Regions from separate parts of the Zea mays genome. Here all the other regions are linked to region 2. Evidence: chromatin contacts called from public Hi-C data. All regions are on one chromosome and are shown on one strand. The core of a region is the stretch at or near the end of the contact, and the rest is flanking DNA. Distances in the headings are between cores, read along the strand shown. Region 1 has its middle 4.5 kb from the start of LOC103641464. Region 2 holds the start of LOC100191950 (Glycerol-3-phosphate dehydrogenase SDP6 mitochondrial). Region 3 holds the start of LOC103641465.

Region 1 (3,090 bases), core at 31-2,530, 160 kb before region 2:
GGCAAGGATAGGTCCTAAACCCACAAGCTAGCAGGACCAAAGAAAATTTCGGCAACATAAACTCGCTGCCACTAAACAATATATTACTTATAAAACAAAGAATGATATGCTATTAATCAAATCAGACTAAGTACCACATACCACTAATAATGCAAATGTACTACATACCAATATAATGTACTTATAAAATTAATAATGTAATAGTACCACATATTAATATAAAAGTAATGCCACAATTACAATATGCCCCTAATTACTGAGCCACATATGCCACTAATACATTAATAGAATCAAACTAAACAATAATACTAATTACACACTAATCAAACAAGCACAATTACAAATATATACTAATTTCAGTGATAATTAAATAACGTCTGCCAAAAATATGGAATAAAATATGCAAAAAATAACATTTTAATGGAGAAGGGCTCGGCGACGGCCGGGCAACAGGGGCCAGGGGCAGCAGCGGACGGGAGCCCGGGCGGCGACGGTTCCAGGGTTGTGCAGGCCAGGGCGGGGGGTGACGAGGCGGACGTCGGGTGACGTGACGGCGTTTGGTCATGTGGGCGCGCGGCGTCGATAAAAGGAAGAAACAGGGAAGAAAGAAGAAGAAAGAAAGCCTACCGCGATTTAAAAAAGACGTATTTTCGACCGCCTCTGTCCGCCGCCGAAAATAATTCTTTATTTTTGGTGGTCGAGCTCTGACTGCCGAAAATAATTGTGGCGTCGAAAATCATGTGCAGTGTTGTTTGTGGTTCTACCTATGAGGCGCCGGAGATTCAAAAAAATCCTATCGAAGAAGCACAAGGCAACCCCACCACTAAAACTCATGAAAACCCCATACAGGCAGAAGAAATTATGATAGCTCAGGTGCTTTCAACTCATGCATTAATCCTTGTTGCTAGTGAGTTCGGTTCTCTCTATGAGGCAATGACATCAGATTAAACTATAGCTCATTACTGCCTTACTGGTGATGCTGCAGGTTATCACGCACGTCAAGCATTGCAATGATTCTTTAATCTTGCTTGTGTTGTCTGGCCAAGATATACTGCAATCCGGCCTGTTTGGACTCGGATTAGGTTGGTGGAGTTTTGATCTGTTCCAAAGCATGTGCATATGACTACATGCTGAGTGCTACTGTGTCATAGACCTATTTTATTTGCCGCGAAAAGGTCGTATGGGCATCTACAAAATGCATACTACTAGTATCCTCTGCTGTCCTATAGCTGGCTGACACCGTGCATGCCTATATATATGGCTTGCAGCATGTCAACAGCTCCTACCAAAGCAAGCAGGTAGGTAGTAGCGTGATGTACACCTGTGTTGCTCTAGTAGTAGGGGCCGTGCTGCTGCAGCTGCCGGCCGTGATCGTCGCCGCCGGCGATGGCCCCAGCATGCACCACCTACACTTGTACATGCACGAGAAAGACGCCGGCCCCAACAGCACGGCCGTGGTGGTCGTGAACTGCACCGGCCCGCCGCTGCCGGCGGGGAGGGGGTCGTACGGCTGCTTCGGCGACACGAGGGTGGTGGATGACGTGCTGACGGCAGAGCCGAACCGGACGTCCCCGGTGGTGGGGCGCGTGCAGGAGTTCCACGTGATGGCGTCCCGGCAGGAGTCGGTACTTATCATGTCCCTGACCGTGGTGCTCACGGACTACCCACCTTACACCGGGAGCACGGTGGTCGTGGTTGGCCGGAACGACCTCCTCGCTCCGGTGCGCGAGCTGCCGGTGGTCGGCGGCACGGGCAGCTTCCGCATGGCGACGGGCTACGTCCTCTTCAAGACAAAGAGCTGGAGCAGCGACTACCACGACGTCGTCCTCGAGCTCGACGTCTTCCTGCGCACCTGATCGGAATTCTTCACCAACGATCGACGACGACCTGCCGGCCGGGATCGATCCATGCTATATATGCATCCATCTTTCCTTTCTGCTTTTTTTTAAGTGAATATAAGTGCTTGGATGGACGCCATGCATGCCATGTGTGCAATCTATATGTTGTAATTGTTTGCTGTCTTTGTAACATGGACATTATCTTTAACATTTAAATGTGACTATAACGGGATAAACACTTATTTTGCGTACACTATGACGCTTAAGATATCAAATTTTCTCTATTAAGTAATAATGTGTAGTAATTTTCTAAATAAAAATAGATGAAACTATGATCACTGTTATATTATAATGGCTTTGTCAAAATATATAAATTTGGCAACGTATGAGGTACAAACCAGGTTTCCGTGCAAACCAACTAGCAAAAGCCACAAAAAATTCTCAAAAAATAATTAATTTCAAATTCATCATATGTTAAGAGATACAAAAAGAGAAAAAAATTATATCCAAATTGAACCCTTCAAAGTGGATATAATTTTCTCTTTTTTATACAGTGGTAGAGTAGGAAATGAAGTACATCTATATTTTTTGTGACATTTGTTAGTTGGTTTGCACGAAGTTTACAAGGAAACCTGGTTTGCACCTGATATGTTGCCAATTTGAGGTATTTAACAAATCACACAGTTTACTGTCATGGGGTATTAATATAATTCAAAATAAATTATTAGTTTCATGTGATTCATTAGGGGAACATTTTCCTTGATTGCTAAGCTACAAAAATTGTGTCCTTGTAGCTTATTCATGCATGTATACTTTGTATGCATAGTGACAATAGCGCATCTGTTGAGATAGTGTTTTTAAATATTAATTGTGCTAGAAGTGGATAACATAAAAACATATATACTATATTATTTTGTTTCAGTTTATTTTAATAATGACAAAGGTTGGTAGTTTAGATGTAAATTTAACATGTTGCCGAAAATTATCTGTCAATAATGGCATAGGTTGATTGGTAATTTAGATGTAAACTAGGTATGTGCCCGTGCGTTGCCACGAGGCGGAGGACATGGAGAGGGCGCCTAGACTGCAAATATAATTATTGTTTACTTTTAAACACTAAACACTAAAGTATATGTGGTCTTGTGGTTAGCCCCAAATTTCTAAAGTAGAAGGGTGTGAGTTCGAGTGCTCACTTTGCACTATTTTTTGTTGGTGCTTAGCGTGGGGAGGGTGGAGCATGGTAGCACTGCCG
Region 2 (3,291 bases), core at 620-3,119:
GACTGACACGTTTACATGACGATCTCTGTGTGTCCCTTTGTGTCTGTCCTAGCTGACGAAGTGACGATCAGTTGGATCGAACTCGCGTAAACAGCCGGATCGAACATCTCCGTCTACCATGTGCCGTGAGCAGATTGATTAGACGGAAGGATTTTAGCATCAGCATGATTGGACGCCTCTAGCCTGTGCTCCATGGGTTTTACTTATACACGATCTCTGCATAGATTTTTTTTCCATTTAGACCGTCTAATTCAGCGTTGTTCGATGGTCTCGTAGAGTTGTCCGTTGATGATTTGTTAGATTGGTGTATGTATATGGGAAATTTTGCCTGCGCCTATGATAAGTTGTGCAGTAGTAGGATTCATTTGGGAAGTTATGTCTGCCATCTCGTATCTCTTCATCCCCAACTCTATTGTTTCTTAATTCCTAAGTTATAGTATATACATGATAGTAATAGATAGATCTGTCCTGTATAATACTTCCATGTTCTATATACACTGTATATGTACTAATAATCTTTGTCTTTTGTAAATCTTCACAACATATGTACTAATCTTTGTGTTTTGTAAATCTTCCCAGAATTTGTTGCCAATCTATCAACTCAGCTAATGTGTTGGGAGCTTCTTCAACGGTATGATTTCACACGACTGGTTTAATCAGTGGCAGACGCCACTTCTGTATTTATTCAGTTTGCTTTTTAATGTGTATTCTTGGGAAAATTATCACCCCAGACATCTGATGAGGCAATCCCAGTCCCAGTTGTCTAGATAGATCAGGACTCAGACCGTGATGCGACTATTGTGCAGCTAAGTTTTGGAGATCATTCGGGGATACTACTTGACACGGTATATATTTTACATGCGCCACTGATGATGCCTTTACATTGTTGCTGCTCAAAATTGTGATGTTTAAGTTTTTGTCATATCTGCCAATTATTTTTCCTGATATTCACTGTTTTCCTGGTATTTCTTTATGCAAATACGGACAACCTATTTTTTAGTTGATATAGATGGTGTTGATTTGTTAGTTAAAGCTATTGTCTTTGATGGTCACACTTTTATTGGAAATCTGCAATTCCTTTTATGTTGTAACAAAATTTAATATCTAAAAATGTTGTTGGTGTCTTGGTGGTACCGTGTCAGTTGTCAACAATCCAATTCCATTCTCATGGCTTTGATTCTGACATATGATTATGATTATTTTAAATTTGTGCAGCTTCTTTCAAGGCAATCAACGATGAAGGCATGTCCATGTATCAGAGGCCCTTCATGAAGGGCAAGTTGTACATCCACTTCTCGGTGGAGTTCCCGGACTCGTTGAGCCTGGAGCAGTGCAAGGCCCTGGAGGCTGTTCTCCCGCCCAAGCCAGTATCACAGTACACTGACATGGAGCTGGACGAGTGCGAAGATACGATGCCCTATGACGTGAACATCAAAGAGGAGATACGGAGGCGGCAGCAGCAGCACCAGGAGGCCTACGACGAGGAGATGATGTGCCAGGCGGTGGGCAGAGGGTGCAGTGCGCCCAGCAGTAGGCAGCTTGCGGCAAATTTGTTGTTTCGCTTTGGACGACTATTGAGTTTGCCCGCTTGTATTGGTGTGATGATACTTCTGTTACAAGAGTGCAGTATTACTAAGGATTAGTTCCTATATAATGACACATTGGCACTAACATTGTTATGCATTTTAATACACCCGTAGCAACGCACGGGCATAGACCTATAATAGCAATAATCTCTTAAAAACAGGTACGTAGTATTTATTAGATTTGTAGATGCCCTTACCGGCCAAACACACGATTCGCCTCCCAACGCTACTACCCCTTTCCTTCCAACTTCCGCCCGCCGGCGCCAGCCGCAACCGAACAATCCAAGCAACGCGTCAGGCGCCGCCATGGCCACGTGGCGCCTCCGCCGCGCCGGTGCCGCCCTAGCTGCCTCCTCCACCCTCGCCGCTGTCCTCGCCGCCTCATCGGCTTCCGCCACCGACCCGTCCGCCGCCGCCCTAGAAGCGGCAAGGCAGCGTGTTGCGCGGTCGGGGGCCACGCCGCCCCTGCGAGACGCGCAGCGTGCGGCGCTGGCAGGGTCCACCCCTGCTGAGCCCCTAGACGTGCTCGTCGTTGGCGGCGGCGCCACCGGATGCGGCGTCGCGCTCGATGCCGCCACCCGCGGGCTCCGTGTAGGCCTTGTGGAGCGCGAGGATTTCTCTTCTGGAACCTCCTCCCGATCCACCAAACTCATCCATGGCGGTGCGTGGTCTTGTCCAAACCCTGGGGTCTACGGACCCCCCTCCTGTGTTTTCCCAAATTTCAGCTGCTACGAATCCTTTATTAGAGTACCACAGTCAGCAGTCTGACCAAGAGTGTAACAGTTTGATGAACTAATGTGCCCTATTTGATGCTTGGTGATGTTAGGTCGGTAGTGCTATGCACTATCTTAATAGCACATACAATTATTGTCTGGCTACATTAGCAAGTGGATCTGTTGAATTTGTGTTGGAAATACCTGTCCTACGATGGCATTGCACTACTTTGCTAGTGGCACAATATTTGCTCTTAGCAAGCCCTGGCTTTATTTGAGCAATGCAAATTTATTCCTAATATATGTTTATGCCTGTCTAGGAACCTGTATTGTGGTACTGACCATTCCTGACTGATGCTATTTGTCAACATGTTGATAAAATGTTTACTGTCCATTAGACTATCCATGCTACATTCAAAAGATGAGGCTCATCTTGCATCTAGACATTCTCTAATTGTATTTTATTTTACTTGTACATTAAGAGACATATGAGGTGAAAACATAAAAGATCCCATAAAGATTTATTAGGCAATCCTGGATATTGAGTTACGTTCTAAAATTTCAAGGATAATTTCAAAATGAGCTAGGGGAACAGAAAATGAACTTAACAATGCATTTCATAAGAATGTTTCCTAAGGTTCTTATTACTCAACTTTGTTGGGACTTTTTCATGTCGATTTGATGGTCAAACCAAAACCTTTTCCAAGGTTCCTAAAATTAGTTGGTTTTCACTTGATATACTGTGCCAACTATGTCTAATTTGCTGTTAACTTTGACCCAACAAAGATATAAGGTTAACTTTCTCCCTGTTACTTTGAAAATGTCTTGCTCTTGTGTTCCCTCTTACTGAATACTGATGCAATAAATTTATTCTGCTTTCTGCCATAGTAATATCATTTGCAGATACATTTCTAGCTTGAAACAAATGCATGGATGAACATACTATAAAGACTGCGTAAAATTTTTGTAATTTTTAAAAATACTTTTACTTT
Region 3 (2,944 bases), core at 377-2,876, 250 kb before region 2:
TTGCCCTACAACAACAATCATGACCACTTATTAAAAATCAAATGGACTGACAAGTTACAACAACAAAAGGTGCACAATTCATTTGCTCACCCTGATTAACCTTATCCCTAATGTAACCCATTAGTCCTCTCCCAACACAAGAAACTTTCAGATTTCTTACGCCTTTCCAAGCCCAAATCCTCAGAAACAATCCAAGCATTTTTTTCAAAATTATTATGGTCCTCCCAATATTTTGTAATCAATAAAAAATAATCAAAGTATATAGACTACATATTAACAACATGTAGGAACTAAGATTAATGCCAACTATAAAGCACTGTTCACCATTGCGCTAAACATTGTCGTTCAGTTCTCCACTTTTCCGATATTTATTATCATGTTATTTGGGGAAATTATGTATATTAGGAATTAACAATATACGAAAATAAACAAAGAACAAGCATTCACAGTAGTATATTAGGAAACAACAATTATAAACAGTGAAAAAGAATACATAGCGGGCTCAGTTTCATCCTGAAGAATGCAACAAACATGTGACTGGTTTGTTGATTACAAATTCTATTTCAGGGACAAGCACTTAGCTTATCAGGAACTGAACGGGACGAAGTTCCAGTGGTATAAATAGAAAACTAAACTTCAGCTGTTGCATCAAACCTCAAAGATCCTAATGAAGTTTTAAGAGAATTCAAGAAATATCACTCACTGATTGAAAAGAAACAATACATAAAGCCATGTGCCACGCATATCACTCACCCAGCAAAAAGCAACTACCATGTACCTGCAAGTAGCTTAATTTCAAAGTAAAACTGAGTCACTGATCATACTGCCATGTGCCATGCATAAGACAATGCAAGACCAGTGTAAGATTCGAACCAAACATATTAAATAGGGGTCTGCTAATTACTAACTTTGTATGGAGATGCAGCTTAGGCAATAGAAGCATACATTATCCAGGTGTGCTAATTCATTTGCTCATCTATAACTAGTATATATAATTCCTAAAAAGCAGTAACAAATTCCTTAGGGCTAACAGATCAGCCATAACAAAAATTGTTTTATCCCCTGCCCAAAAGTACTACAATCACAATATCTTAAACTGAATCATGCCATTACAAAGGCAAAACAATTAGTAACTTTGTGTGGAGATGCAGCTTAGGCAATATCACACGTTACCTAGGTTTGCTAATTCAGTTGCTCATCTATACGACGACAGGGGAAGGAGATGGCGGCAGGTGTACGCCTCAGGGGCATGCTAGGCTGGACACAGGGGGAGTTCGTAGCCACAGAGAATTTCACATAAGCCAGCGACCATTCTTAGCGCTTTGATTGGAATCAGATCCGAATACAAATAGCCAAATAGATTAAGTTAGGGTTTGGGTGCTCGGTTTCGTACAGCACCTAGGGAGTGGGGATGAGAATGGATGGACGTACCTGGTGGGTGCTCGGCGCCGGCGACGGGCCCAGCGAAGACCTGGGGGAGGCGGCGGCGGTCGCCCAATCGACGCCGAGAGAGAGAGAGAGCAGGAGCAGAGCACGAGCGGAGCGGAGCGGAGCGGCCCTGGCTCCTTGCCCTGTCGCTGTCGGTTTTTTACTCTTTTGAGCGCAATAGCGGCCCATAGCCGCAGCGTCGCAGGAGCCAAAGCATAAGTGACGCAAGTAATTGTCAACTTTAACTCATCAAGAGATAATGGTGATGGATGTTTTTCTACATTTTTTAGAATAAGGAAAAATTAACAATTTCCTACCATATATAAACATTAGTACTTTTTAAATAGATTTGTTTCTAGAGGCGGCCGTAGGAAGTTAGCGGCTCGCTTGACCGCACACATGGTCAGCATGTAAAAGCTAACTTCCTACAGCTTTTATAAAATACCGTAGAAAGTTATGTTTATTTCCTAGAGCTACCAGTTGCCTCTCGGAAGTTATTTATTTCCTACGGTTTGTTATAAAAGTTGTAGGAAGTTAAAAAACCGTAGGAAGTGTATGTTTTTGGTGTAGTGCATGTGACCACTCTGGGCCCACATGCGCCATGCGCCATATACCCGAACCCCCTACCATGCCATGTGACCACTCCGGGCCCACATGCGCCATGCGCCATATACCCAAACCCCCTAGCCCACACACGCCCGTGAAACCTCGAGGGTTGGCTCTGATACCACTTGTAACACCCCGTTCAATCCCTGGACCGGCGGTACTTACTCCTGGCAGTTCTCTAGAATCATATATTGTCCCCACAGACCAACACGAGTCTTTTGTGCACACTTTGTCCTCACTCGTGTGCACCCGAGAAAACTTCCCGGTCGATCACCCATCCTAAATTGCTCCAAGCCAAGCACGCTTAACTTGGAGGTTCTTTCGAGACAGGCTTCTGAAAAAGAAGATGCACCTTGTTGGTATGGATAATCTATTAATTCTATTAAGCCTTGGGCCAAGATATCACCATCTCAGGGGCCAGGATATCACAATCTGTCCCTCTCTTCTTGAGAGAGATATCTCTGGGCCCCTCGAGTGATTGGATCAAGAAATGCATAGTCGTGCTAGGGTTAAGAGTTAACCATTGAAAGGATTCTAATTCACAGTATCGAGAAAGAGTGGTCAGCTTAGAGCCAGACCAAATATCGTAGGACAAAGGGAACAACATATACGTAATGTTGCAATGATTCATCAGATATGATCTTTACGTGCACATAGGAGTTGACATGTTTTGCTAGAGGTCGCTGTCAATTATTGGGCCAAGTAAGAGTACTCGGGCCATGTCTATTTGTAAGTGAACCTATAGGGTCACACACTTAAGGGGAAGGAAGCCTAACTCAGATTAGATCCGAACTTAGACTGGGCTTTAGGGTTACTGATGGGCCTCGGAGTCAGAAGCCCACCATAACGCCTATATAATGAGGGCCAGGGGCACGGTTAGGCTAACCCTAATTCGCCACCAGCAAATGAG

What was found. Hi-C and Micro-C count contacts between places; a contact is called where the count stands out from the background.
Region 1: a Hi-C map of ear shows a contact between it and region 2, with 1.6 times the contacts expected there. The contact joins the enhancer-like site here to the promoter of LOC100191950 in region 2. A contact is called at or near these places in 3 of 25 Hi-C or Micro-C datasets (ear, leaf and tassel).
Region 3: a contact with region 2 is called in a Hi-C map of tassel, with 4 times the contacts expected there. The contact joins the promoter of LOC103641465 here to the promoter of LOC100191950 in region 2. A contact is called at or near these places in 4 of 25 Hi-C or Micro-C datasets (bundle sheath, ear, leaf and 1 more).

Annotation. Positions count from the first base shown.
Region 1 is chr10:99,137,406-99,140,495 of Zm-B73-REFERENCE-NAM-5.0, reverse strand. No RefSeq gene overlaps it. Among protein-coding and RNA genes, the nearest start is that of LOC103641464, 4.5 kb to the right of the region's middle. Within about 2 kb of position 1,280, at least 6 of the 20 cell types and tissues checked have an H3K27ac peak or open chromatin away from gene starts, as enhancers often do. A contact at or near this core is called in ear, where this site is marked.
Region 2 is chr10:98,977,760-98,981,050 of Zm-B73-REFERENCE-NAM-5.0, reverse strand. It overlaps LOC100191950 (Glycerol-3-phosphate dehydrogenase SDP6 mitochondrial), which reads left to right and starts at 1,869. Exons shown (of 7, transcript NM_001137374.1): 1 at 1,869-2,247. The coding sequence starts at 1,893. LOC103641462 (a long non-coding RNA gene) reads left to right here. Exons shown (of 3, transcript XR_560333.3): 2 at 580-631; 3 at 732-782. It also overlaps the pseudogene LOC103642657.
Region 3 is chr10:99,229,531-99,232,474 of Zm-B73-REFERENCE-NAM-5.0, reverse strand. LOC103641465 reads right to left here and starts at 1,626. Exons shown (of 8, transcript XR_004853210.1): 1 at 91-1,626; 2 at 1-5.